Regions from separate parts of the Mus musculus genome. Here regions 1, 2, 3 and 5 are each linked to region 4. Evidence: chromatin contacts called from public HiChIP or PLAC-seq and promoter capture Hi-C data. All regions are on one chromosome and are shown on one strand. The core of a region is the stretch at or near the end of the contact, and the rest is flanking DNA. Distances in the headings are between cores, read along the strand shown. Region 1 has its middle 43 kb from the start of Kcnk16. Region 2 overlaps Gng2 (guanine nucleotide binding protein (G protein), gamma 2). Region 3 overlaps Gng2 (guanine nucleotide binding protein (G protein), gamma 2). Region 4 holds the start of Saysd1 (SAYSVFN motif domain containing 1). Region 5 overlaps Gng2 (guanine nucleotide binding protein (G protein), gamma 2).

Region 1 (5,475 bases), core at 2,733-5,232, 140 kb before region 4:
CCACCCTTGCACCTGGACCCTGGCTCTGGGCCAGGCTAAAACCCACAAGGAGACACGCCGTTCTGAGCTTCTTTAGTGGGGTGGAGCAGGGAGGGGTGGGGTGTGGTGGCCATGGCAGTGGCTGACTGGCTCCGCCCAGGGTGGGCACATTTCATCACCAGAAGGCCTTGCCAGGGATGACAGCTGCTGCAGCCCAAGGGAACGTGTACTTTGCAAACCTTGAACTAGAACCCCATCCTGGCTCTTAGATAAGTCTCTAGGACACTCTGTCCTGCTGTCCTGGAAAGAACTCAAGCTACCTCTCTCCCACTGAGGCAGCCCTGTGATTATTCAGAGATGGTGTCCAGGCCTGTGAAATCCTGGTGGGGGTAGTTCCACCCAGATGTCCCCACTTGGGATAGCATTCATCAGTAATCTGAAAAGTTATCACTAAGGTTATCTAGCTGGTTGTTAAGTCTCCTGTTATCCAGTGAGGTGGCAACTATTATTGCTGTTGTTTTATAGGATTGAGACAATGGGGTTTGAGAAGGACAATGACCTGCCCGAGTGTCACAGCTAGCACCTGAGGGAACTGAGATTATTATCCTCCCAGATGCTGTCACATCCCTCAGCCTCCAGGGAAACGGATACTTAGATACTGGGCACAAGAACCAGGCACTCTAGATAAATTATGATGACTGCAAGTACCAGGGGTTGGGGACAAGAATCTTCACTTGGCCATAGCAGAAATGTCTGCTTGGAATCTTGCCCTGTAGGGAAGGGACAGGAGCTAACATTGGACAAGACAGGTGTCTACTGGGTGCCAGCCTTGGGCTAGGTACTTGCCAAAGGAGGATAGTGGCACCTGGAAGATTGCAGAAACAGCCTTTGCAGGGCGTTAACGGGCTCCTTTGGATTTAACATAGCCAATATGTCCTTAGGGACCCTCATGAAGAAACTAAGACCCCCTTACTGGGTTGCTGAATGATGACAGTCAGGTTAGCTTCACTAGCTTGGTGGAAGGCAGTCTATACAGCACATGGAGGCTGAGTTAGTATCCTTCAGTAGTCCCAGAACAGCCCACAAAGCAAAAATTAGAATGTGTGACTTATTCAAGGTCATCCAAGAATTTAAAATTCAAGACTGGAAATTGATCTTATGATACAAGCAAGATCCTGCCCCCTTCATATTGACCTCCTAGCACATTAGTTAGTATTTGTGACTATAACGAAATCCTTGATGAAGATCAGCTTACAACCTCAGCAGGTTCAACTGTGACTTGCCTGATGCTTTGGGGCCTGTGTTAGCCCAATGTTTCATAACAGAACACCTGCCATAGGAAGCTTAAACTTTCCACCACCTCTCCATAGCCCTCTGGGGATGAAACCTTTAACACTAGGGTATTTGGGCAATGCTGCAGATCCAAGCTATAGCACCAAGAAGATGAGCTGCTGAAACCATTGCTAACCTGCTTTTCTAAGGATTTTGTTTGTGAATGTCCATGCACTTTGGTCAGCCTTTGCACTGTAGCAGGAACTAGTGATCAGCATGCTTAGCAAAAACTCAATAAAGAACAGGGCACTGAGGGAAACGTAGATGTGGGAGGGGAACTGGGGGTCAGAAAGGAATAACTGGGGAACATACTGGGCTTGGGGCCAAGAGCAGGCATTTTAAAAAATACCGGCAAAAAAAAATAAAAAAAAAAAATAAATAAATAAAATAAAAAATACCGGCAACGGAGAGGCAGGACAGTTTGACAGCAGCTAGAGACTCAGGGGAACAGTGAGCTCCAATAAAATCTTTATCAGACTTTCCCTCCCTGAGGTGAACAGTTGGACCTGGAGTTACTGCAGAGACCTGTCCCCAGGCGGAGGGTACTCTGAGCTGTACTGGTTGCCTTGGAAACATGAGCACCTGAGTTTAATCTCTAGAACCAATGTAAAAAAGCTGAGCACTGGAGCCCACACCTGTGATCCCAGCACTGAAGAGGCAGAGACAGGCGGGTTGTTGGGGCTCCATGGCCAGGTTAGTGAGTGTGCTGGACTCAAAACTCAGGCGTGGGATGGCACTGGGGTTGTCCCCTGACCTCAGGGTGCCGTTGGTGCACTGACCTCAGCGTGCAGTCAGTGCACTGACCTCAGGGTGCAGCCGGTGCAAACACACACACACACACACACACACACACACACACACACACACACACACACGAGCATGTACACATACTCACACTCAAGAATAAAGAAAGACACATGAGAAGTGTCACTGAGCATCTGGCTCGAGTGTTTGAGACTCCACAGCCAGCAGCAGGAATTCCTGATCTCTGTGAAAGTGTTCCGACCTCAACCCCAAGGTAATTGAACTTGTGTCTTTTTGTTTTCTTTAATTTTTGTTGACGTCATCCACTTGTCTCTCTATCCACCTGTAATATGGAGCCAAGAGCTTGAAGCCAGAGAAAACAAACCAACAAACTATAAAGAAGAGATGTTTAAATCGGTATTATTTTATTTCCTGAGTGAACTCTATCTTTCTCTCCCTCCCTCTTTCTGATATTTTTTTTTTCCTTTTTCCTTGGGAAAGTCACAGTTTTCCCACCTTGACCTTCCAAGTATTGAAATCACAGGCATGAACCACACGGAAGTCTCCCGGCTGCGAAGCACCTTGGGCACTCAGGAAAACAGGTCTATGGACCGGATAGGTCCAGTTACAAGCGCATTTGCATGTATTAATCCTATGCTTATTTACCTTGAAACCAGGTCCAAACACTCATAATTCTAGAGGACAGGCAGCCCTCCAAATCCCAGGTACCCCAGAGCCCTCCCCAAGACTGGGAGCTCTGGATTCTTGATGTGTTCTGCTCCATCCCTGGGCCTCTCTCCACACAGCTGCCTTTGTGTAGACTCAAAAGCAGAGTCCGAAGTCTGAACAATAGTCTCAAAAGGACCCTGCATGCGCAGCTTCTGTCTGCATCAGATCCACTTAATGGCTGTTCAGCCATTACCACAAAAGCTCCTTGGGCCCCATTGACACCATGCTCCCATGGGTTTCCCTGCACTGATTAAGGACTTAGACTGTTATTAATAGAAGCCGGCTGCTTGGGAGGCTGGGAATTTCACAGGGTTCAGGCCTGCTTGGGTAACACAGATCCCCTCTTCTGAGAACTGACAAACAGACCCTGACACTCGCTCAGGTACTTTCCTCATTCCTTCCTGTGTTGTTTAATTTTCATAGGCACATCCCCTCGGATGTTCCAAGATTCTAATTTACAGACAGGGAAACTGAGTCACAGGGATGTAAGCTGATTTGCTTAAGGCTATCTGGCAAGACAGTTAACAAGCCATCAGTCTCCCTATTCCCCAATTCTGTAATGTCCAAGGACAGACAGGCTTAGCTGTCAGTACCAGGCAGTGGATTGTTCAGCCTACAGTAGCCAGTGTTACTTACTGCAAAAGGTCCATCCATCCTGCAATGACTCTGAGTCACCTTTGTGCCACTGAATGCTGCCTTCCAGAAGACTTTTAAGATCTCTAAGGCCTCTACTGAAAGCAATCACTTTTCATTGCAGGTGCAAATAGAGTCACTATGGAAACCATCAGTATAGCACTACAGAGAGAAGCAGGGAAGGGGCCAAAGGATGAAATGCAAAGAGGTCCTTACACGTTCCTCACATTGGACACAACCTTAGTTATATTCTATGACCTGGGACCCTCAGTCTCCTCACCCTGTCCCAGTCTGAGGCTCAAAAGATGTACACACATATACACATACACACACACACACACACACACACACACACACCTACCACCACCACCTACTTGCCAGCTTGTTCCTTCTCTGAAGGATTAATATATGCAAATAAGCTGGAAGTTTCCTCAAACCTGTTTTTCCATGGGCGACCAAAAAGTTTGGCTTATCTCCACGTCTGCCGAATTCTGTGAACCTACCCTGTGCCAAGTTTCAGCTGGGGAGCAGGAAGAGATCAGAGTCTGTCCTCTCTGTTCGGCCCTGTGGGCAAGGGTCAAGACGCCTGTGTAGATCAGGCCCTACTGCTCTGTGTCCTCATAGCGGAAAGGGAGGCACACCCGCACGAGGAAGCGAGGGGCTCCTGAGGGGGCTGGAGGAGTTTTAAAGAAGCTACAGGTGGGGCACTGTGGTAAAGTGTCTGCCTAGCTTGCACACAGCCTTGGGTTCCATCCTTAGCTCCAGAAAAAAGGCTCCAGGGGATGGGGGTGAAGGCTTTTGGTGCCTTGGTAGGCCCACACCCCAGAGGCAAGAAAGGAAAAGTGCATCTGGTGGCCCAGTGGCATCTGCTGGGACTTTGCCACATAACCGGAGATGGGCGAGAGACTGAGATCGGCTTGTACAATCTCGGGCTGGGCAGCTGGGCTCTCAGCCAGGAAAAAAAAAATCTGCTTCTTTGAGAACAAGAGGGTGGAGAGAGGGAGAGAGACAAAGAGGAGGAAAGAGAGAGAGACAGATACACAGACACACAGAGAGACACAGAGACAGAGAGAGTAACAGAAGCAGAGACAAAGAGAGATGGAGACAGAGAGAGTCAGAGGAAAATAGATGATGAAGAAAACCCAAGAGCCAAGAACTTGTGTTTTGAGGAAGGAGCCTTTTAGACAGGAACAGGGAGTGAAAAGTGGGAATTAAGAGCTGAAGGTAGCTGGGCATGGTGGTGCGCACCTTTAATCCCAGCACTTGGGAGGCAGGCAGATTTCAGAGTTCGAGGCCAGCCTGGTCTACAAAGTGAGTTCCAGGATAGCCAGAGCTGCACAGAGAAACCCTGTCCCGAAAAACCAAAAAAAAAAAAAAAAAAAAGGAGCTGAAGGTAGGGGCCACAGGGCTGACCTGCTGTGAGCTACAGGCAGAAGCCATTGGATGAGAGAGAGCTGGTAATGTTTAGATGGCTCTTTGCAGAGTGTCCCAGGACTCTCTCTCTCTCTCTCTCCTGTTCAGTTCTTCACCATGCGGGAGGAGCCCTATTGGTCCCTCCAGAGAGGCAGCCTTTCAGCTCCTTGTTTGGCTTCCTGTGCTGGGTGGGAGAAGCAACAGGCAGAGCTTTGCCATGAGTTCTTCTCCCAGCCCCACTCACTACACAGACTGAGTTCCAGATAAAAGCCAAAGCAATTCCTCAGAATGCCCAGCTCTTCCCTGCCCTCCAGTCCCAGAAGATGTCATGCCACCCACCGGCAACACCTGGGCCAGTGTCTTAGTTCCTGCCCTTCCAGTGTGGTGCTATCTGCCCAGCTCACACCAGATGCCCACTTCCTTCTCTGGGCTTCCGGGAGTGACTCAGGTAGGTATTGTGTTCTTGTTTATCTCCCTGCCACGTCCTTCTCCCACGGATGGTTTAAGTTCCACGGATCTCAGATCCTGAAGGAGCTAGGCCTGAACTTGACCACAGCAGGTGCTTGGATGGCTGTGACATTAAAGGAGACCTTTGCCTCCTTACCAGCCTTTTAGTCAGCCTGGCTCAGCCTAGGCCTTGTGAGG
Region 2 (5,034 bases), core at 885-3,384, 190 kb after region 4:
CCCAGTTTAGTGTCTCTATGGTAAGCAGTTTGAGGTGGTCACAGCTGAACAGCAGAGTAGAGCTTGATGCTGATAGAATATTGGAAATAGTGTTGAGAACTGAAAGAAAATTGAATTTGCCTGTGTTTGCTCTGTTCAGCCTTCTTCTCATTCTCTAAGGACACATCACCCAGCCCCGGACAATAGAGAACCCATATCCACAGCAGCCACACAGTAATGGTGTGTACCAGAATGCTACCAATTCCAGGGCATTTTATAAATTAAATTAAGATGATTTAATATCATATATACGTGTGTGTGTGTGTGTGTGTGTGTGTGTGTGTGTGTGTGTGTGTGTTGCCAGACTAGGTAAACTCTTTGGGGCAGAGCAGAAATGGGAAATCAATGCCTTCAAGTTATACATGATGCTGATTGAGATACAGGTGGCTGGAGAATCAGGCCTGGTTACCAGCAGTGTTTTGAGGTCCACCAGTTGTGAAGAAATGTGTGCGTGGCAGCTTGTGAATTCTCTGATGCAGTCTTCCTCCGTGTTTTCTAGAGTCTCTGAAGACCCCATCCAACGCTCCAATGGCCAGCAACAACACCGCCAGCATAGCACAAGCCAGGAAGCTGGTAGAACAGCTGAAGATGGAAGCCAACATCGACAGGATAAAGGTGAAGATGACGTAATCTGTAGCTCATCTAACTTGACTAAGGAGCAAATGTCTTGCAGCCAACTGCCATTTGATTGGTTTTCTACAGAGATGGGTAATATCAGAAAGAATATGAGAGGGTTCTAACAATTCCACTGATACTAATTTCTCTAAGGTATCTTTGTTTTCTTGAGGATTCTCCAACATCAAATGATGATATGCATTGAAGTGGGGTCCCTATGTTGAGTCAGAAACAATCCAGGCAAGGGTGGCACATGGCCTCAATCTTTATGCTTGGGTGGCAGAAGCAGGTGGATCTCTGAGTTTGAAGCCAGCCTGGTCTACAGAGCGAGTTCCAGGATAGGCAAGGCTACACAGAGAAACCCTGTCTTAAAAAACATAAACAAGCAAACAAATAAATACCACAGCAAAAAGAAATGGGCTTGTGCTGAGTTCCAGCCAAAGCAAAGGGTGGGCACTTGAGACATCAATCCACTAGCCAACTTCCAGACCCAATAAAGATCTTCTCATTTTGGAAGTGCCATTCAGTATCTCAAATTTAGTGCTGATTTTATGAGTCTAATCTGTTTTCTTCATTCATCACTGACAAGTTTTCATCTTTCTATCTTACTGATTTTTTTTTTCACACTTGAGGCTTAGGTAGGCATTTCAGTGAATGAAGTACCTTCCTTCAAACGTCTGGGCTTGAGTTTGGATCTCTAGCATGCCCACACAAAGTCAAATTTGGGTGCCTGCAAGATGGCTCAGTGGTAAAGTTGATCAATAATAAGCCCAGCAATCTGAGTTCAAGTTCCAGAACCCACAGAGTAAAAGGAGAGAGCTGACTCCCTCTGAGTTCCACATGTGCACTGTGGTACACACACACACACACACCCCGCAACACATACCATATACGCAAACACACACATACACACATACTACACATACCACACACACTTACCACATACACACACTCACATACAAACATCACACACATACACACTCATATACACACATACTACATATACACACATCACATACACACACACACACATACATACACACACACACATACACACACACACGAGCGCGCGTGCACGGTAAGGAGGCACCATAAATAAATGATGCAAAAAGAAAACATCCAGATGTGGTAGTGCTCAGAAACAGGCAGGTTTCAAGGACTCAACAACCTGCCAGTTAACAGAAACAGAAAACTCTAGATTCAGTGAGAAACCCTGTTTCAAAACTAAGGTTGTGAGAGATGGAGAACAATATCCAGCATTCACCTCTGGCCTCCACGTGCACATACAAAGTCATTCTTGCTCTCCCTTAAGAGGCCAAGCCGCATGGATGTCTAAGGAAGATCAGTAATCCACTTTTTCTTTCATGCCCCAGATTTCAGTGTTCAGACCCTTGGCGTGTTTTGAATGTAAAGCTAGCCCCACTGTCACTGAATAGACAGCTATTATAAGTTGGATTGCCCAAGTGGTAAATTTCTGTCAGTCACCATAATTTCACTTCCTTAGAAACACTTTAGGAAACGGAACTCAGAAACATATCTCATTGTACTAAAATAAAACTAGAACATTATTCCAAGTGCCTTCTTAAAGACCATGACATTTTTCTACTTTCTCTTCTATACCTTAAAAAGTCCAGATCAGTTAGTGGGTGCACTGGACTGGGCAGTAGGCAAGAAAATGTGGCTCAGGACCCAAGTCCAGCCCACGCTGTTTTTATAAATAAAGTATTATTGAAACACGTGTATACTCATTCACTTACATTCTGTGGGTGGCTCCAGTCACACTCTGGCCATAAAATAGAGGTGTTAACAGAGATCACACAGGCCACAAAACTCCAAATAATGACCCTCTGTCCCTTAACAAAACGAGTCTGCTGGTTAGAGCAGTTGTTCTCTGCCCACTCTATGTTCACATCACTCAAAGGACTCTATAAACAGATCAATTCCCAAAACATGCCAAAAGGAGAGCCAATTAAATCAGGATCTCTTGGGTTTAGGGTTTAGGCATCAGTCTTTTTTTTTTTTTTTTTTTTTTTTAAATCTTCAGTTAATTCCAACATATAGCTACAGTTAAGACCTGCTACCTCAGAGCAAGGCGTATGAACCTCCTCCCTCTGTCTGCCCGGTCCTGGATAGTGAAGAGAGCGCTAATCTACCTTCATAAAGAAGCTAGGCAAATAGCCAGGGCATTTTCCTTTGTAAACTATGACTCCTGGAGGTGGGCCACACCATCGTCCCTCTCTGTTTTCTGCGGTGTTTATTTTTCCTAGCTTGTGAGTGAGACAAGGACTCCTTCCTGTGTGTTTTCTTCCTCTGTCACTCTCTGGCTCCTTCTCCTTCATTGCTTCTTCTTTTTCATTCCTTTACTGGAAAAAAAAATACAGAGACTGGTGAGCATTTTAACCTCTAGGAGAAGGGAGGTGGCCCAGGGACTGCTGTATCAGAGAGAGACACTCATTTCCTTTATGAGGGACCAAGGCTCTCCACCAATCATCATCCTGAGAAACAGGAGTTTTGTTTTATGAAGCTCTGCTGTAACTGGCATACCCACCACTCTTCACAATCACTAGACACTGGTCCTGAAGGAGCACATGCTGAAATGCCCTCTTCCACCAGGTCATTTTTTCCATGCCTGCATCCTTGACTGCAATGGTTCCTGCTTGGTCCCTGCAGTCCAGTTCAGCTTGCATCTGTCAGCTGTCAGTCACCTGTCACACTCCTGCCAAGAAAACTTTCCAGGAGAAAATTTCATTGTGTTCCTTTCCCACAGAGAACTTAATTATTCCATAGATCCCCATTCATTAAATAACAAATCTCAAATGTTCATGGAATCCATGGAGTTCCCTTGCACATCTCTTCAGCTTCATGTCCTTCCTTTTGCCCACAATGTCATATCAACTACCTTTGATTCCCTCGAAAGGAGACTCAAGTGCCTTGAACATCCTCCATTTCTCCCTTTCCACTCTTGATTTACTAATGAAAATGGCACTCCTTGAGAGGCAATCCATGAGGGAGCACTCCATGAGGGAGCACGGACTCCCTAAGGACTCAGGCCAATCAATAGGTTCTCAAAGAAGCGTTCCAGGACCTTCCCTGTGACGTTCAGATGTTTTTCATCTGTTCATTTGTTCATCTATTTGTCTAATACATATTTTAGATTTTCTATGTTGCTGGCACTCATTAGATTTGGAAATGAACAGATAGGATTCATGCCCTCAGTTATGTGAGGGGTAGACATGGACGATACGACCTGCTATCAGAATAAGCAAAAATATCCAGGAAGGATAGTTTCCAAAGATGTCAAAGCTAACCCCTGAGTGTTCTTTGAAGAGACATGAATAAATAGCTTCTGAGAGATGGGGGGTGTGGGGAGCACATGCAAGGCTTAGCCCAATGAACCATGCACGGAGTGGCCACTACCCGAGTGAACTTCGCAGTCGCATCTCTGAGTCCTTCTTGATGTCATCAGACCTTCTGTTGATGGAAATACAGCAGCAGCCTGTACTCTGGCATTTGTTCTGTACCACACAGCCAGCCAGGCATTCTGTGGTGAAATGACAAATTATTTTTAGTTTCTCTGTTGGGTAACACTGTGACTATATTGACACCGTTCTCAGCTAGCTGGTTCAGGGATCCTTCAAGGGCTCTGAGATTTCTAACTGCTTCACTTATTTTTTTAGGCCTGAGCCTTCCAGCAGCAAGAGGGGACTTTTGTTTGCTTGTTTGTTTTTGGCTTTCTAGGCAGGGTTTTTCTGTGTATCGATGACTGTCCTGAAACTTGCTCTGTAGACCAGGCTGACCTTGAATTCACAGAGACCCACCTGCCTCTGTCTCCTGAGTGCTGGGATTAAAGGTGTGCCACCACTGCCTGGTTAAGAGGGGACTTTTTGGACAATGCTAGGCTTTTAATTTTCCATTTATAGATGTTACCTCATCAAACAATAGCTTTATGTGCATCTTGAAGAACCAGCTGTAGCTAAGGTGACCTGAGGAGGACCCTTGGTAAGAGGACTAGGGTGCAGCTACCACTGGAACTCCCAAAGATCCCATAAGCAAGAGGTGTCTTACCCATCAGGTGGCCCCCAGAGTAACCCAGCCTGTTCTGTTGGACCTGAATAACACTTTTTAGTTTGAAACCTTTCTTGTTTTTTTTAACCTTTGTATCGTATGTCCTGGGAGATTCAGACTAATGGAGCCCATATCTGTTCATAAGCCCAGGCATATATAAATGACCTTCCCAGGTGTTCTCTGTTTCCTTGTTAGCATTTCCTTCAAGGATAGGGAGTAAAAGCCAGGGAGTCAAAGCAAAGGCATAGAGAGGGATTGTGAATGGTGATGCTCAGATTTCTAAAGCAGGGAATATACAAAGCCTAATAGAGAAAT
Region 3 (4,955 bases), core at 226-2,725, 140 kb after region 4:
GCTGGAATTTGTAAGTAGAACATGGTTACTTCTGAGACACTAATGGCCTAAGGGTGTGGATGACATTCCTTGGGCTATTAAAGCCAACAGAATCCAACAAATACCCCATATTAACGTACACTCAGCCTTCAGAGTCTGAGAGGACATTTCCAAAATATACACTTCATTTTTAAAATCCATGACTCCAGAGAACAGAAGAATAGGGAAAGGAGACCAGTGAACTTTAGAGTGATCTGATTTGAAATCACTAAAAAGTCTCAATGAAAATTAACAGGCTATAAAACCCCACCATCTGAATAACAGTCTACGTGAGAGAGGAGAGAGAGAGAGAGAGAGAGAGAGAGAGAGAGAGAGAGAGAGAGAGAGAGAGAGAACAAAAAGAAAGCTATGTTGTAGAAAATCACAATGTAACAATTGAGGATTTTTTTTAGAAATAACAAAGGGACTGCATGGTTATATGGAGAACTAATTAGACTCGCTAATTAATTAGGTAAGCATGTTTATTAATCATAGGATCAAATAAGTTAGATGGCTTAAATAAGCTCTAAAAAAATCCAGATCAAGTTGATCCATTCCTATAGTGAGACATAGTTGGTTTTTTTTTGTTGTTGTTTTTGTTTTTAACTTTTTTCAAATATAGATTCTTAACTTTAAAATAATGGTAGGGCATGTTAATACTTGAGCCAATAAAACAGATAATTTTTTAAAAACCCAATAACTTAATAGATAGTCTTCCTAGGATTCATTAAAGACATGACATATGCATGTAAATTAGCATCCAAGGGAAGATGCTGAAGCTGGACTGGTAACATTTCAAACTCCAGTGTGGAAGAAACCCTGAAACCTCTGCAAAGTAAGGCCAGATGACATTCCAAATACTTCTTTTCCAGTGCAGCCACTGTTAGGACCATGAGCCCCCCAAGGCATTGATATTAACATCTGCAATTGTACTTTTAGGAAACTAAATTTCCAAGCAAGATGGCTATTCATTTGGGGAAACTCGAGAAAGATTTCAACATATCCCACCCACCCTAAGTAGTCATTGACTTGCACTCAGGTTCCACACAGCTGCTGCTCCACACCGGGGCCTCTGGTCAGGTCCTCCTCTCAGGGACAGTAACCAGGGTCAGATGACAGTTGCTCCAACAGAGTCGCCCTGAGGGTGAGGTGGTCTCATGGGCTTCTTATGGGCTTCTTCATCCTCACTCAATAAAAGTGAAAGATGCAAGTCATGTGAAACAAAGTGAGAGAGAAAGAGAGAGAGAGAGAGAGAGAGAGAGAGAGAGAGAGAGAGAGATTAAAGCAACAGCTCCCACAGAAACCTGATGGGAGAAGCACAATAGCCACAAAGGGCCAGGCAAAGTCCTTTGTCTGAATTAAAAATAACTAAAAACGGTTTGATGTGAACTGACTGCAAATGCTTCATTCACTGTAGAAGGCCCACGCTCCTAATGAGGCCTATCTCTGCTGCCTGTCACCAGCCCTGCCATCTCTGCAGTCAGCAGCAGCACTTTGCCAAGGTCAACTCTCCCCCTATACGCTCCTGCTGCAAAACCTTAGGGAACTGGCAGAGATAAGATAGGTTGAGCGAGTGACCACTACCTCCTAAAGACATTCTGAAGGAAATGAGGAGAGATGGGGGCAGAGGGAAGGGAGTGTAGCTGTGTCCAGACTTTCCTGACCAGGTCTTTGCTGAGCTGTCTGTAAACATATCTCTTCTATGGAAGAGACCTCCAAGAACACACTGATTGCCAAGGAATGAGGCTTGCGCTTTGAATGCCGCTCTTCTCTGTGCCACACAAGTCTGGTCCTGACCCATCTGGCAAAAGTGAGTTTGCAACAGGGAAGTTTGGAAGAGGTAGCCCGACCAATCCATTCCTGCCCTGCAGCTCCTGACTGGAGCATCACAAATTCTGGACAGCCCCTCCTTTGAGGCTTATATTAATTATCTTGTTTTTTTTTTTAATTTAGATGTATATTTTATGTATATGAGTATTTTGCTTGCATGTATATCTATGTGCCATGTGCATTTCTGGTGCTCATAGATGTCACAGAGTTGTGTGTCAGATCCCCTGGAACTGGAGTTCTGGACAGTGTGAGCTTCCATGTGCATGCTGGGAGTAGAACCTGGGTCCTTTGCAAGAACAAATGCTCTTAACCACAAGCTATCTCTCTAGCCCCAATTAGCTTAATTTTGTTGCCATGAGAAGTAAAATCTCCCCCAAAACATAAAAAAAAAAACCATAACAATGAAGCCTCTTTTTGAACATATTGAAAATTTTAGAAAGTGCTGAGAGATCAGAAGTTATATATGCTAAATTATATAACCCATAGTTCATCTCTTCCCAAAATAATGTTGATTTAAAACAACAACAATATTTATAATTCTTCTGTCATGGCCAAACAACTCTAAAGGGAGAAATGTATTGCTTGCAAATGTTTTATTCTTCATTCCTGTCTTAATTTGAATAAGGATAACTGTTAATGGGGCAGAGGGGAGAAAGGGTGGACACGCTGAAGAGCTCTTGGGGACAAATGCAGTCCTCCCAGCAATCTGCATGCTATTTTATTAATTTCTTCAGCGGCCGGCCCTGAGGGAGACATTGTTGCAGCTATTCCCTAGGCTCAGGCTCTTTATCTTTCTTCCGAACTTGCAGCCACTGAACCTATTTTTATCTTTCTATTCCACCACCAAGTTAATTAATATGAACCAATTTAACAATTTCAATAGAAATACTGATAGAAAGGATACTGTCTAAATGATAACAAACTCACTTTAAAATTAGTCGATAAGAATTAATTTCTGAAACAGCTCATGGAAGTCGAGGAAGATTAAACACACTCGTCTTTAAAGTCCATTGTAGAATGCCACAATTCAAAATGGTGTGCGGTAGATAGAGTTACAGATAGAAATGTAGATTATCATACAAAACCAAGGGCTGGAGAACAGAGCTTCAGACACTTAGGATTTAATATGCAATGCTGCATTTGTCGTTGGCAGGGAAAGTTATTCATTGTTTCTCTAAGTTGAAAGATTTTGTCTGCATCTGAAAAAAGTAATAAATCCTGCTGCTTGCTGGCCAGTGAGCTGTGTGTAGGATGCATGGGGTACGACGTGTGTGTAAATGCACACTTTGTGTGTGTGTATACATTCATGAAGGGATTGTGTATGTGTGCTTCTGTTGGGATATCCTTGCTGCAGTTTCTGAGACATCTGCCATTCTTCTCAGGTTTATGTTTTTATATAGACCTGGACCCTTTGACATCTAATATTGTGAATCCTGCTTTCTAGTCCTCCCCTATCAGGGAATCTTAAAGTTTAGCATGTAGCAAACCACTCCAGTCCTGTTGGCTAGTTCAGAAGCTGTGCTTCTGTGAGTCTGGGATGGGGCCAGAAGCTTCGCCTTTCTAGCAAGTACCAGACACAGTGGCCTTCCTAAGTGAGTATACCACTGGAGACTGAGCACTTAGGAGTTTTTATATTAGTCGAAAAGCTTGTGTTTTATAGAGTAATTTGGACTCTTTAGATCTAATAATTTTTTTAAAAAGAGTCTGGTTTTTGATGAATATTTTGTTTCATTTTTCCAGTTATGTATTGTAATTATTGGATTTTATAATAGCACCAGACTTCATAGCATTGGAAATTAAAAACAAACACATAGTGGCTAGAGAGATGACTCAGCCATTAAGAGTGCTTCCTGTTGTTACAGAAGATCTGTATTCAGTTCCAAGCACCTGCCTCAGATAGCCCACAGGAGATCTGACGCCCCCTGCTGGTTTTACATTTACACACACACACACACACACACACACACACACACACACACAGCTTTTAAAAAAATAGATGAATAAATAAAACCATATCTTCTCTGTGGATTATTCACTGTGGTTTCTCTTGGAAGAGGCATATGGTATGGGGCAGAGCACAGCAGACAAGCTCTAATATATGACCTAATAGAAGAAGTAGAGATTTCATTACAACATAGATACAGCAGGTCCCTAGAACACAGGAACATAGGACCACATGGCGCTGCTAATTTACATGTTTATCATGAAAAACTAAACTCCCATCTTTAGGATTACTCATATCAAGTTCCTGATGGCAAAACTCACTGGTACCAAGATAATATTTAATGAGATTGGAAATGGAAGGGAAGAGAAGGACTTTATGGCTTCTGTGTTTATGACAGCAGGTGGTGATATATATTACCTGGTATCTACCTAGTACATATGCCCCACAGCCCCCTGGTCATTCTCTACATAGACGGACATCTTTTCTTTTGAAATTTTGGTGTGTGTGTGTGTGTGTGTGTGTGTGTGTGTACATATGTACATGAGACAAATGTCACACACATATATAATAGAACATGACAAATATTTAGTTAACACATTAGAGGGCAAATCTATACAAAGTCTGGTTTAAAGAAGCCTAAAGCTCAAATACTCTGAGGAACAAGAAAGAATGCTGTAAGTATGGTTGCCTTGTTATATAAAAACCATTTCACATCCTACAGAGCAGGACAGCTACAACCTTTTGGGTAATTTCCTCATTCACATAATTTGCATCTCTATTATGCCAAACTAACTGACAATTTGTCAGTCTATAAGTAGACCTCTACCTTTCTGGAGTGGTGGCTCTAATACACATTAAATCAAAAGATGTCCTACATAGCAGTGAGCAATGTCAGACAAGCTTGGGCTTGACTGTGACATTGGAGGGACATGTGGCTGTCTTTCTATGTCTGCGCTTTGGAAATATTGTCCTCACAGATGTAAAAGTTTTACTTAGAGAAATCCTTTCCTTTGTTTTCTGCACGGAGATATTGATAAGTCTGGGGCAGAACAAAGAGAATTTTCATCTTTCTAATGTTCAGGATTTTGAAATGACAGGCTTGGCCTTAAAGCTGTTTTGGAGCCTGCAAAATGGCTCAGTGGGTAAAGGTACTGGCTTCGAA
Region 4 (5,586 bases), core at 2,115-4,614:
CTCAGTGGGTAAGAGCGCCCGACTGCTCTTTCAAAGGTCTGGAGTTCAAATCCCAACAACCACATGGTGGCTCACAACCATCCGTAACAAGATCTGATGCCCTCTTCTGGTGTGTCTGAAGACAGCTACAGTGTACTTACATATAATACATAAATAAATCTTTTAAAAAAATAAAAATAAAAATATACCTAAAATCAAAAGATGGAGAAGTCCACAGAGTATAATGGTATGGCCCAGAGTGAGTATATAACTGTAGCCCACACTCAAAACATAACACAAGGCCATAGGGCACATGTGTATATTATTATTTATAATTACACATACACACATATGCATACTGAGATATATAATTTTGTATGTACAAAGTATAAAAAAATTAATTCAGCCTTTCTTGGCTTACTCCAAAGCATTAAGTTTTGTGGCAGATAACAGACATTTATATATTCTTTGTAGTTCATTCTGATAAAAGTAGACTCTCTTTCAACTTGAATGTGCCCTTTTGACACTGGATATAGGATTGCATTAAGTTTTTCTTTTTTTTGAAACTACATTTTTATCTTTTATTTAAAAGATAGTGACAAGAAAGATATCTGTAGAAGTTCTCTATGGGCACAAACATAAATATACTTATATACATATATACTATATATACATATATAATGTACATTATATACTGTATATAGTACATATACACAGTATATATACTATATTTATACACATATATACATATATGCACACATATATGTATTATAGTATACATAATTCACACACAATTTTTTTTAGGCTCAGGCTTTAAGAGACTATCACTTTCTCTGCTTAAATGGGTTTTTAATCTTGGAACTACTAGTATATTGGAAAGGTTTATGAGTGTTTGCCTATATGTATATACATGCACAATATGTATGCCTGGTGCCTGAGGTCAGAAAAGGATGCTGGATCCTCTACAAGTGGAATTATGGATGGTTATCTATGACCATGTAGGTGTTGGGAATCAAACCCAGGTCCTTTGGAAGAGCAACAAGTGTTATAAACCTCTGAGTCATCTCTCCAGCCCTCCAGGAAACAATTATTTACTCTCCCCCAGGGCTTATTTTTAAAGATTCATTTTTATTTTTAATTCTGTGTCTGTGTATATGCATGGGTACCTGAGGAGGCAAGAGGAGGGCACTGGATTTCCGGGAGCTGGGATTCCAGGTGGCTGTGAGCAGCCTGGTGTGGGTGCTGAGATTCAGGCTCCAGACCTCAACAAAAGCAGCACATTTGCTCTTAACCCCTGAGCCACCTCTTGAGCTCTCTATCCTGCAGTTTCATCTGAAGAGGAAATGAAGTTGGCTTGGCGGGATTTGTTCTTCATGATCCTTTCATCTTTTCTGGTATCTCATCTTTCAACCTCTTCCAAAAAGGACTTAAGTTTACAAAGTACCAAAACAAATTTATAAGAAGAAAGCACAGCAAATAGAAAATGGGTCAGCAAATCAAGACAGAAGATGTCAGCACTTGCCTGGAAAGTCCCGGTTTGCCTCAGCTGATCCTTTTCCCACCCTTCCCTACCCATTCTGTGATCCTTCACGGGCAACCTTGGCTCATCCTGTTATTCCAGCTCCAGGTGCTGGCAAGATGGCCTCTGAATCATCCCTATTGGTTCACTTAGTTCTGCCAGGCCTCCTCTCTTACCCTTCTGAAGGCACCGCATTTACCAGGGACACTGATCACCACAGGCCACAGATGGCCATGCATTATTTCTATGCGCCTTCCCTGTGTGCTCTAAGGTTTTAGTGTTGTCGGGTGACAAATGCAATGAACAAAAAGGATTTGCAGTCTCTAAGGGGAAACAGGCCTATGACTGATGAGAAAGAGATTTTCATAGCTTCTCAACATGACACTGCCATAGAAACTCCACTTTGGGAGTAGGAGAAATGGCTCAGCAGTTAAGAATGCTTCCCCAGCTACTGCCTGGAACTCCAGCTCCAGGGGACTCAACACCCTCTTCTGGTTTCCACAAGCAACTGCACTGACATACAGACCACACACACACACACACACACATTACACAAAAGAACAAACCAAAAAAAAAAAAAAAACCCAAAACCCAAAACAAAAAACCCAAAACAACAAAAAAATCTTTCCAATTAGAATGTAGAAAGCAAAGGTCTTTATTTCATTTGTGATCCCTGCCTCCTGCTCTCAATCCTTAATGTTTGGTGCCGAACTCAACACATAGCCCTAGACAAACATTTGTTAAATGAATATTTTCTAGCTTTTTGACTCGAACTCAGTAGTATCCAACAAGTATTTGAGACTCAATTCTGCAAGTGCTACTTAGCTAAATCCTTGGTACTTAGCTTGGAGCTTTAAAAATCTGTAAAACTGTAAGATCTAAAATTTTAATTTTTGGGTAAATACTAATTGCAAGAAAGGATAAGAACACCCAGAGTTCTAGAAATGTTCTTTACTGGATGGTAGTTACACACTATAGTTACGATTTATAGATTTTATATATTTTTAGTATGTTTTGGTCATATGCATTCTCCTCCTCTAACTCCTCCAACATTGACCCCTCTCGCACCTTGTCCTCTTTTTCACTTTTTAAGAAGTCCACAAATTCCCATTCATGGGTATGGAGCAATCCACCAGGATCTACCAGGGCTTACATGAAACTGACTCTCTACCCCGCCCGAAATCATCACCCATAAGTAGCTCCCCAGTTAGGAGTGGGGGCTTGCGAAGGTTGGGTCGTTTGGTTTTGTGCAGGCAAACACGCTGCTGGGAGTTCAAGAGTGGCCCTGTGATGGCCATAAGACAGTTTCAGTCTGGCTTCCTCCTATCCTTAGCTTTTAAAGTCTTTTGACAACCCCCCCCCCCAGGTTTGTGTATTTAAGTTTTTCCTCAGTAAGTTCGTTTGTTTTACATTTCTTGTCTAGTCAATGCATCTTTCTAGTGTAGCAAGCAAACTAAATGCTAAGAAAATGGAGGTGTGAACACCTTCAGCGAGACTGATAGACTGCAGTAAGAGTTAGAAGGTAGGACGCATCCTGCCTTTCTGACACGGGAAACTTCCCAGAGATCACAGGTCTCCTCCCGCGTCCCGAGACGCTTTTTCTGCGGTGCTGACCACTGGCTTCCCCGCATGCGTTCTTCCCTGAACCTGAGGTGAGGAGCAAACACGTCAGAACTGAGTTCTGCGGCCCGGGCAAGAGCCGGAACATCTGACGGTTCTCATACTTTAAACGCAACCTTTTAGCCGGAGGAGATGGGACACTCAGTTCACTCTCCTCTCGAGAACCGAGGACCGCTCCAGGTACAGGAGGGTCACCAGACGTCACAAAGCCTTGGAAAATTCCGACCCGGGCTCATGCAACGCGCAGGCGCAACAGAGGGCCACGTGCGCAGGCGCACGGCGGCCGAGGACAGGCCTGGACACACACCGGCGAGCGGGCGGCTGCGCACCATGGAACAGCGGTTAGCCGAGTTCCGGGAGGCCCGCAAACGGGCCAGTCTGGTAGCCCAGCCTTCCACGTCCAGTCAGAGCGTACAGACCTCGGGAGCGAAGGCGGAGCCAGCGGCGGCGACCCCAAAGACAGCCACGGGCTGGCTGACACGCTTCCTGAAACGGAAAGCCAACCCCGCCATCGCTCAGGCTCAGCCCAACCAGCCTCAGGTGAGGAGAGAGGCCTGCACCTTGAAGCTCCGCCTCCGCGCGGGGGCCACGCCCCTGCCTGCCCAAGCCACACCCAGGATATCTGGCTCTTCCTTGTCCTGTGCGCTCTCTCCTCGCCTGCCTCGTGGCTGGACACCGCATTTCCGCTCTGTGTATCAGCACATGATACGTGGCCTTGACGTTTTCCATCCCAGACAATCCTATGCAGCAACTAGTTGAAAACAAAGCGAAGCTCTAGGGAGCTTGAAGAAACATCTCTGCTCTCCAGTTGTTCACTGCGAGTTAATGACAGAGATTCGTGGCTTTGAGAAACTGATAAGTTATTTCTCCACTGGTGAAGTAAGCCAATTCAAGCCAGATTAGTATATATATAGGTTTATCGGGAAGCTGCTTTTGTGCCGATGAGTTCACTGGCCCTAGGAAGGAGGCCAGGGAAGTCGCCATGAGAAGGGAGACAGAGGGGAGGGAGAAGAGAAAGAGAGAAGGAAAAGGAAGAAGAGGAAGAGAGAAAACCAACCAAACAAAAAAAAGTCTGGGTTATATAGTAAAGAGCCTGTGGGCTGGAAAGTTCAGGGTTGGGGGTAGGGTATGCTAGGTAGGGACTGAGAGATGCTTGGAGAACCTGGAGGCCAGGTCTGCTTGGTGTGTAAAATATACACCTCAGCACCTTGTCCTGGGGTCTGAAACCACTGAGCTGCATCCACTGCTAGTGAGGGGGTAAAGGCCTTACTGGTTATGGCTCAGAGGTGGCAGTAATTAAGGCTGCACTTTATTCACACCTTGGGTAGAGGAAGCCAGTGTCTCGGGTAGCTTGTACTTTAGAAATGGGATTTGGACCAGGAAACAAAAAGAGGTTTGAGACTATGGCCATACTGTTCTGAATGCAGCTTGATTTCTGAAGCTAAGCAAGGTCTGGCCTGTGCAAAACGGGGTTTGACTATGGAAGTGTGGCCACTGTAACTGCCTAGAGTGATGTGCATGGGCTTATAGGCCCCTCTTGGACTAGAGAAGGGTATTCAAGTTCAACTGTGAGTGATCTAGGTAGAAATAATTTGGACAAGTATGATAGCCCATTCGAATCTCATTGTGGCTTCATATAGTTCCACACAGGAGTATCCTGGCAAAGGTACTTGCCTGTGAGGTTGGAATCCCTGGGTGGAAATATGAAACACTCCAAGGAGGAAATTTGTGTCCTGGTTTGGTTTTTGTTATTTTGATAAACACCATAACCAAAGCCATGTGGGGAGGAAGGGGCTTATTTTAGCTTACAGGCCATGGACTTGCCTACTGGCACTCTCATTTCTCAATTGAGATTCCCTCTTCCCAGAAGACTCTAGTTTGGGTCAAATTGACAAGAAATGAACCAGCACACTACGCTTTTCAGCAGTCACAGGGCCTTAGTTTCTTGTAACCATAACAAGAGCCAAATACATACATAGGGCTGGGTCTGTAAGAAGTCAAATGAGGAAAACAGAGAATAGACCCAGTCTGACCTCTACACAAAGCAGACTTTTATTGCTCTGAGAGGCTGGCACACCCAAACCCTGCTGATCAGTACCTGAGGGTACAGGAGAACGTGCCATGTAGGATCAGGGACTGGGAGAGCATGGCTTTGCCAGACCCAGAAACTGCTTTTCTGGGTAAACTGCTTTTTGAAATAAGTGTGGGGGATGAATCTGTTTGTTTAACCTCTGGGCAGCAGGTGAAAGATAAGTCAGTTTGCCTTTTTTGGTTTACCTCCAGAGTTCCAGTACATGTTAATGGGGGTGGACTGCTTTCTGGAGAATATGGGTGGCAGGCATTTTGGAGTCTTTGCCCTGTTTTATGGCCTTGTCTAGGGGTGGGGATTTCCTTAGTAAGGAAGGACTGTAATCCTAGCTCCTTAGGAGGCTATGGCAGGGGATTGTGAATTCAAGGCTCGACTTTGA
Region 5 (5,283 bases), core at 500-2,999, 170 kb after region 4:
GCAAACCACACCTTCAGGACTTTTCAAAGAACCACTATATACTTTGTCTTGTGTGTCTGTCTGTCTCAGGAATGAAGGGGGCATCTACAATAGTGTTCCTGACTCCAGGGCTTGAAGTTCAAAACTGACTCCGTAGTGTTACAGTGTTCCTTGGGCTGATTTGCTTAATCACAGAGTCGCCTGGATAGAAAGCCCTGCAAGTGACGGGCTGAGTGAGCTTCAGGGCTGTCGCTGTGGCTCAGGCTGTTATAAAGAGCTACTGTAATGGGACCTCTGTCTACTCCAAGCTCTGATTTGGTACCCTAGTGGTGGATGACTGGGGAAAGTCATCCTGACATGGAGCCTCTGGTGTTCTGCTCGCTGCGTATGTGAAATTAAAGGAGGTTGCTTAGGGTCAGCTTCACTAAGCAGCCTTCCAGGGCTCAGAAAATGAGTCTCCATAAATCACATCGTCCCCCAAAGCTCCAGTGGAGTTTGCTCCTTAAGGCAGGACACAGGATGAAGAATACCAGACTCTAGCCATGAACACAGGCTGGGAGCTTGCAACCGAAAGTGAATGAAGGTGGATGGGGTCGATGACATACTCAGGTTCCAACTAGAAGTGGTGCTCAGTTTCCACTCAGCCTCGCTTGGATTCTCATGGAAATATTCACTAGGATAATACTGATGTCACTTGCCACAGGAACACAGGGGACATTGGCATGAGGCGGAGAGGAGAAGCTAGGAGGTTCATTTGTCCGGAAAGCCCTCATCCCAGTATGATAGACAGACAACAGTTTTAATGGGTAATGCGTACCTCTAGAAAGCTTTGCCATGATGATGTTATCTGATTTTATCAGAACATGTTTCTGCCCTCATTTTAATTTCCCCAACAATGAAGCATTTGCCTTTAGAAATTCAGTAAACTCCCTTTCTACCCTCTTCCTATGCAGTGAGCTGAGGGGACCCTGCAAGTGGTCAGGGCAGGCCATTCTCACCGTGGAGAGATGAGAATGAAAACTCGGCTCAGATGGACTCTGTCAGCCCAGATCAAACTTCAGGGAGTCTGATGTCAGGAGGTTTATTCCCAACAAATTTAAACACAATATAATTTGTAAGGAAAGTTTCCTAGTGTAACACAATCCCGATGTGCTACATTAAGGAAGCTTAATTACGTCACTACTCCACTCAGGGTACCTGTCATTTCTTCTAAGAAGATGGGTTTTAGAGATATGCTACTTATACTAGCTTAAGGGTCTTAGGAAGGGTCTGTCCTGATCTTCATCAGACAGATAACATAGAGGTTATTTGGGCTATTAGCCACTTCTGATCCTGGTTGTGGGAGCTTGGACAGCCTCTGGTTATACAGAGAATGTAAAGGTCTCCAGTCTTTGTTGTAAGAGCTTGGGGAGCCCCTGGCTTTAAGTATCATTTAGATTACTAGCCACCTCTAGTGTTGATTGTAGGAACTTGGTAAGCCTAGAGCCAACAAATCACACAGATCACCAGGCAATTAGTCACTTCCAGTTTTCAGCTTTCTGGATGGGAGAATAGGTTTTACATCTTTCCCATTGGAAAGACAATTCTACATGCTTAGCATTCCTGGTTCATCTGGAGATGTACTTGTGCAAGGATCGCTGTGCTATGCTCCCAACAGTGAGCATTTACCTCTGCATACAACCTGGTGCTCCACTCTCAGTCAACTGAATGGCAGCCTGGCGAGGCAGGAATTAGTTTCCATTCTTTTGTATGAACTTCCTGTGGTGTATTTGGTGAATGTACTGTATAAATATGGTCAAAGTACTCTGGTTCCTCTTGGCAAAGTCAGCTCTGCTTACCCAGCCCCATCCTGCCTTAATGAGAAAGGGCCACCATAGCCATGGGGCTTCCTAAGTCCTATCCACAGGAAGCTAAATGGCTCAGGATGTGAGCTCTGACCTTGGCTTTCATTTGTGGAAGAAACAAGTCCTGCTTGCAGGCTGGGCCTTGCCTGGGAAAGGATTCTGGCTTTCTGGAGGCTTCTAGTGTCAGTACTAGTGTTCAGGGTGTGAGGGTCACTTCCAGTCAGTCGTTGATCTTAGTCACATGACCTCCCTATTATTTCTTCAGCCACAAAGTCTGTTTCTATTCTACTTTAGTGGTGTTTCCCCTAAACAGGACAATACAGTATGAGTCCTAGGACATGACCTTTCTTTCTGCTGCTTACCTTTCTAAAAATTAAATAAAATTAACAAGTCCCAGAAGTGCCACAGGAAGCAGACTTCAGATCACCTTCTCTATATTGGTAATGCAAAGCTTAGAGCCAATAGGATACCTTCTTTCTCTTTAGAATTTCATATGTAAGTTCTATCTTCATACCGTTTCCTCTTTCTTCTCCCTCCAACTGCTCCCGTATACCCTGACCCCACCCTTACACCCCTTAAATTCATGGCCTCATATTCTTTAATTATTATTGTTTTACACACACACACTTGCGAGTTTATAAATACAACCTGCTGAGTCTGTTTAGTTTTGCTTGGATGTATCTGTATTTAGAGCTGACGTCTTGAGATTGAATAATCTATCATGGGCCTTGTCCCTGAAGAGGATGACTTCCTCTTGCTCAGCCGTTATTGATTAACCATGGTTCTTTATCTATGGATGGGGTCTGTCCTAGTTTGCTTTCCTTTGGTGTGATAAAGACTGTGACCAAAAGCAACTTGGGGAGGGAAGATTTCCTTTGGTTTGTATGTCCCAATCACAGCCCATCCTTGCGGGAAGTCAAGGCAAGAAGCCGTGGCAGGAAAGGACTGATGCAGAGGCCGCCAGTGGATGGGATACTGCTCACTCGGCTTGATCTTAGGAAGCCCAGGATCCTGTCCAGGCGTGGGACCGCCTACAGTGAACTGGGACCTCTTGCAGCAATCATTCATAAGAAAATGCCACCACAGACTTGCCCACAGAAGATCTGATGGAGACATGTTTCTCAGTTGACGTTCCTTCTTCCCATATGACTGAGGTTGTGTCAACAAACACTAAGCAGCACAGGGTCTTGTGAGATTCACCTCCATCCATGTTGGTTCATCAGATGGTACTGTTGTTTGGGTCTTGTTCAGGCAACCGTACTGCTAAGGTTTCATGGGAGCAGCTTCTCTGTGGTGTCCAGAGGGCACTATCTCTTAGCAGACACCCTAGTTCTCTGGTTCTTACAGTCTTTGCACTCCCCCTTCCAAGATGCTTCCTAAGTCTTAGGTGTAGGAATTGTGTTGTAGACGTATGGATAAGGAATGAGCACTGCACTCTCTGTTCTTTTCTTCATTTTTGACTCATTGTGACTTTCTGGAATGGTCTCTGTGTGTGCAGAGAAGCTCCTCTGATGAGAGATGAGGACACACTTACCTGCTGGTTAATGGGTAACTGTTTAGAATGCAGTTAGAGATTAAGTGGCAATAGTGGATTTTCCTCTGGGACCCATGTCCTCACCAGGCGCTGGTTAGTGGGCTAAGATGGTAAGGACAACCATAATTTCCCTTCTATTGAGCATGCCTCAATTCCAGTTAGGAGGTCATTGATTACCCCCTGGATATAAGTGCCATTACTGCACCTTTCAGGATATCTTGCTGTTCTTCTCATCAACAAGAATCTTGGAAGCTAGCTTCCATTAAGCTTTCTTTGTGGTTAATAAAGTCTCAGAGCAGTAGACCTTTCTAGGCCCATCATCAGATTACTCTTGGACAAAAACTATACATGTGTACCTCATTCATTCATTCATTCATTCATTAATGTGTACTATGACTAGTTACTAAAAATAAACTAGTAATTTATTCACTCATTCTACTGGGAGTCAGGAGCTATTCTAGACTTAGTGATACAGCAGCATGAAGGAGATACTGTTGAAGGAGGCGTGACTAAAGTGAATAGAAAAAGTAGGCCCAACTGAGGCATGAGGAAGTGCAAAGGTCCTAAGACTGTTCTAGAAACAGCAAGTTGATGTTGCCATCATATTGGAATAAAGAGTTGGATCCAGTAGAAAGCCAATAAGCAGGATTCCTGGTCCCTAGTCATTCAGAGCCTGGAGTCCATTGGAAGGACTTAGACCTGTGGCTGTGAGGATGAGTTGTGAGCAAACTGACATCCTGGTGTGTGTGTGTGATGGAGTGGTAGGAGCTGAACTTGGAACCTCACATATGCTAGGTCAGTGGTCTACCATTGAGCTATATCACTATCCCTAGCTCTATTTTTTTTTTTTTAATTTTGAGACAAAGTCTCAAGTTGCCTGAGTTGATCTTGAACTCAAGTTATAGTCCAAGCAGGTCTTGAACTGAAGAAACCCCTGACTTGACCTCTCAAGTAGCTGGGGTTACAGGCCTCACCACCTGATGTAGCTTTTACAAAAGAACACTGAATGGTGTACAAGAAGTGGACTGAAGGAGGCAAGGGCAAAGTTTGGGACCACAGGCTGCTATTTATATGTTCTAGAAGGAACAAAATGTGAGGTGGTAGTGGCAGTGAAGAGAGGGCTGGATTCTGAGTGTATTCTGGAGGAAGAGTCCTGGAGTTTGTCGGTCTAGTGGAGAGCAGATGTGAGAAGAGATACTCATGGCAGGGAGGTTCCCTGAGAGTTTTCAGTCTGAACCTTTAGAAACACAGAGCTTAGGATTGTGATGGCAAAAGCCACAGGAGCCAGTCTGCTGGAGGGAATCAACAGTCCAGACTGAGTGACAGCAAGTGGGGGCTGCCCATTCATGTAGCGAGGGCAGGCCGGCGGTTGGATACATGGCTCCAGAAGTCAGACAAGACTGGTGCTGGAAACATAAGCCTGGGAGATCTAAGTTGGTTTTTATAGTCACGGCAATGAGTGGGATCATATAGGGTGATGAACATGAGTGTAGACAAAAGCAAACAGACTAAGATGTGGGGATCCAGGAGATGGTGGAGACCAAGCAGGCACAGCTAAGAAGGAAGTAATAAGACAGTAAGACAAGAATCCAGAAACACCAGTGCTAACAACCATTGATGTGGTCAGAAGTGCCAAACAAGCAGAGTCGGGCAATGGGCTAAGAACTGAAGGATCAGGACAGCACTTCCAGATGTGAAGGCCACAGAGGCCTGAGTCAGCTCTGAGCAATGTTGCTAGTAGTGCAACACAGTGCTGATGTTATGGAGAGTATGCGAGTTACTCAAACAATTAAAAACAAACAGATTCCATGACACAAGCTTATAATCTCAGCAGCTCAGGAGGCTGAGGTAGAAAGCTTGTGGTGAAGCCCCCAGCGAGGTCTAGTAGTGCAGCAATCCCACTTAAGGATGGACATCTGAAGAACT

The links. Promoter capture Hi-C pulls out the DNA fragments that hold promoters and counts their contacts. HiChIP or PLAC-seq counts read pairs in DNA pulled down with a chosen protein or histone mark.
Region 1: a contact with region 4 is called in a promoter capture Hi-C map of liver. The contact joins the enhancer-like site here to the promoter of Saysd1 in region 4. A contact is called at or near these places in 10 of 39 promoter capture datasets (the 3T3-L1 cell line, the HPC-7 cell line, HPC-7-derived erythroid cells and 5 more), 3 of 484 Hi-C or Micro-C datasets (embryonic stem cells and liver), 13 of 115 datasets of contacts at active chromatin or transcription factors (bone marrow-derived dendritic cells, differentiating embryonic stem cells, embryonic stem cells and 3 more) and 2 of 9 other capture datasets (adipose tissue and pancreatic islet).
Region 2: an H3K4me3 HiChIP or PLAC-seq map of bone marrow-derived macrophages shows a contact between it and region 4, with 2.3 times the contacts expected there. The contact joins the enhancer-like site here to the promoter of Saysd1 in region 4. A contact is called at or near these places in 5 of 39 promoter capture datasets (the C10 cell line, cranial neural crest, embryonic stem cells and 2 more), 1 of 15 datasets of contacts at CTCF or cohesin (CD8 T cells), 1 of 484 Hi-C or Micro-C datasets (bone marrow-derived macrophages), 6 of 115 datasets of contacts at active chromatin or transcription factors (bone marrow-derived dendritic cells, bone marrow-derived macrophages, cardiomyocytes and 3 more) and 3 of 9 other capture datasets (adipose tissue, liver and macrophages).
Region 3: a contact with region 4 is called in an H3K4me3 HiChIP or PLAC-seq map of embryonic forebrain, with 5 times the contacts expected there. The contact joins the enhancer-like site here to the promoter of Saysd1 in region 4. A contact is called at or near these places in 14 of 39 promoter capture datasets (the C10 cell line, the HPC-7 cell line, cranial neural crest and 7 more), 2 of 484 Hi-C or Micro-C datasets (embryonic stem cells and trophoblast stem cells), 6 of 115 datasets of contacts at active chromatin or transcription factors (bone marrow-derived dendritic cells, embryonic forebrain, embryonic stem cells and 1 more) and 3 of 9 other capture datasets (adipose tissue, liver and macrophages).
Region 5: a contact with region 4 is called in an H3K4me3 HiChIP or PLAC-seq map of bone marrow-derived macrophages, with 4 times the contacts expected there. The contact joins the enhancer-like site here to the promoter of Saysd1 in region 4. A contact is called at or near these places in 14 of 39 promoter capture datasets (the C10 cell line, the HPC-7 cell line, HPC-7-derived erythroid cells and 10 more), 1 of 15 datasets of contacts at CTCF or cohesin (CD8 T cells), 2 of 484 Hi-C or Micro-C datasets (the G1E-ER4 cell line and neural stem cells), 10 of 115 datasets of contacts at active chromatin or transcription factors (astrocytes, bone marrow-derived dendritic cells, bone marrow-derived macrophages and 5 more) and 2 of 9 other capture datasets (liver and macrophages).

The regions. Positions count from the first base shown.
Region 1 is chr14:20,223,213-20,228,687 of GRCm38.p6, reverse strand. No RefSeq gene overlaps it. Among named protein-coding and RNA genes, the nearest start is that of Kcnk16, 43 kb to the left of the region's middle. Within about 2 kb of position 3,982, at least 56 of the 459 cell types and tissues checked have an H3K27ac peak or open chromatin away from gene starts, as enhancers often do. A contact at or near this core is called in adipose tissue and liver, where this site is marked.
Region 2 is chr14:19,886,906-19,891,939 of GRCm38.p6, reverse strand. Gng2 (guanine nucleotide binding protein (G protein), gamma 2) reads left to right here. Exons shown (of 4, transcript NM_010315.4): 3 at 539-654. The coding sequence starts at 568. Among named protein-coding and RNA genes, the nearest start is that of D14Ertd670e, 50 kb to the right of the region's middle. Within about 2 kb of position 2,134, at least 5 of the 459 cell types and tissues checked have an H3K27ac peak or open chromatin away from gene starts, as enhancers often do. A contact at or near this core is called in bone marrow-derived macrophages, where this site is marked.
Region 3 is chr14:19,939,056-19,944,010 of GRCm38.p6, reverse strand. The region is part of intron 2 of Gng2 (guanine nucleotide binding protein (G protein), gamma 2); the gene reads left to right. Among named protein-coding and RNA genes, the nearest start is that of Gng2, 36 kb to the left of the region's middle. Within about 2 kb of position 1,475, at least 20 of the 459 cell types and tissues checked have an H3K27ac peak or open chromatin away from gene starts, as enhancers often do. A contact at or near this core is called in embryonic forebrain, where this site is marked.
Region 4 is chr14:20,080,950-20,086,535 of GRCm38.p6, reverse strand. Saysd1 (SAYSVFN motif domain containing 1) reads left to right here and starts at 3,364. Exons shown (of 2, transcript NM_026209.1): 1 at 3,364-3,658. The coding sequence starts at 3,449.
Region 5 is chr14:19,912,852-19,918,134 of GRCm38.p6, reverse strand. All of the region lies in intron 2 of Gng2 (guanine nucleotide binding protein (G protein), gamma 2), which reads left to right. Among named protein-coding and RNA genes, the nearest start is that of Gng2, 62 kb to the left of the region's middle. Within about 2 kb of position 1,749, at least 15 of the 459 cell types and tissues checked have an H3K27ac peak or open chromatin away from gene starts, as enhancers often do. A contact at or near this core is called in the G1E-ER4 cell line and bone marrow-derived macrophages, where this site is marked.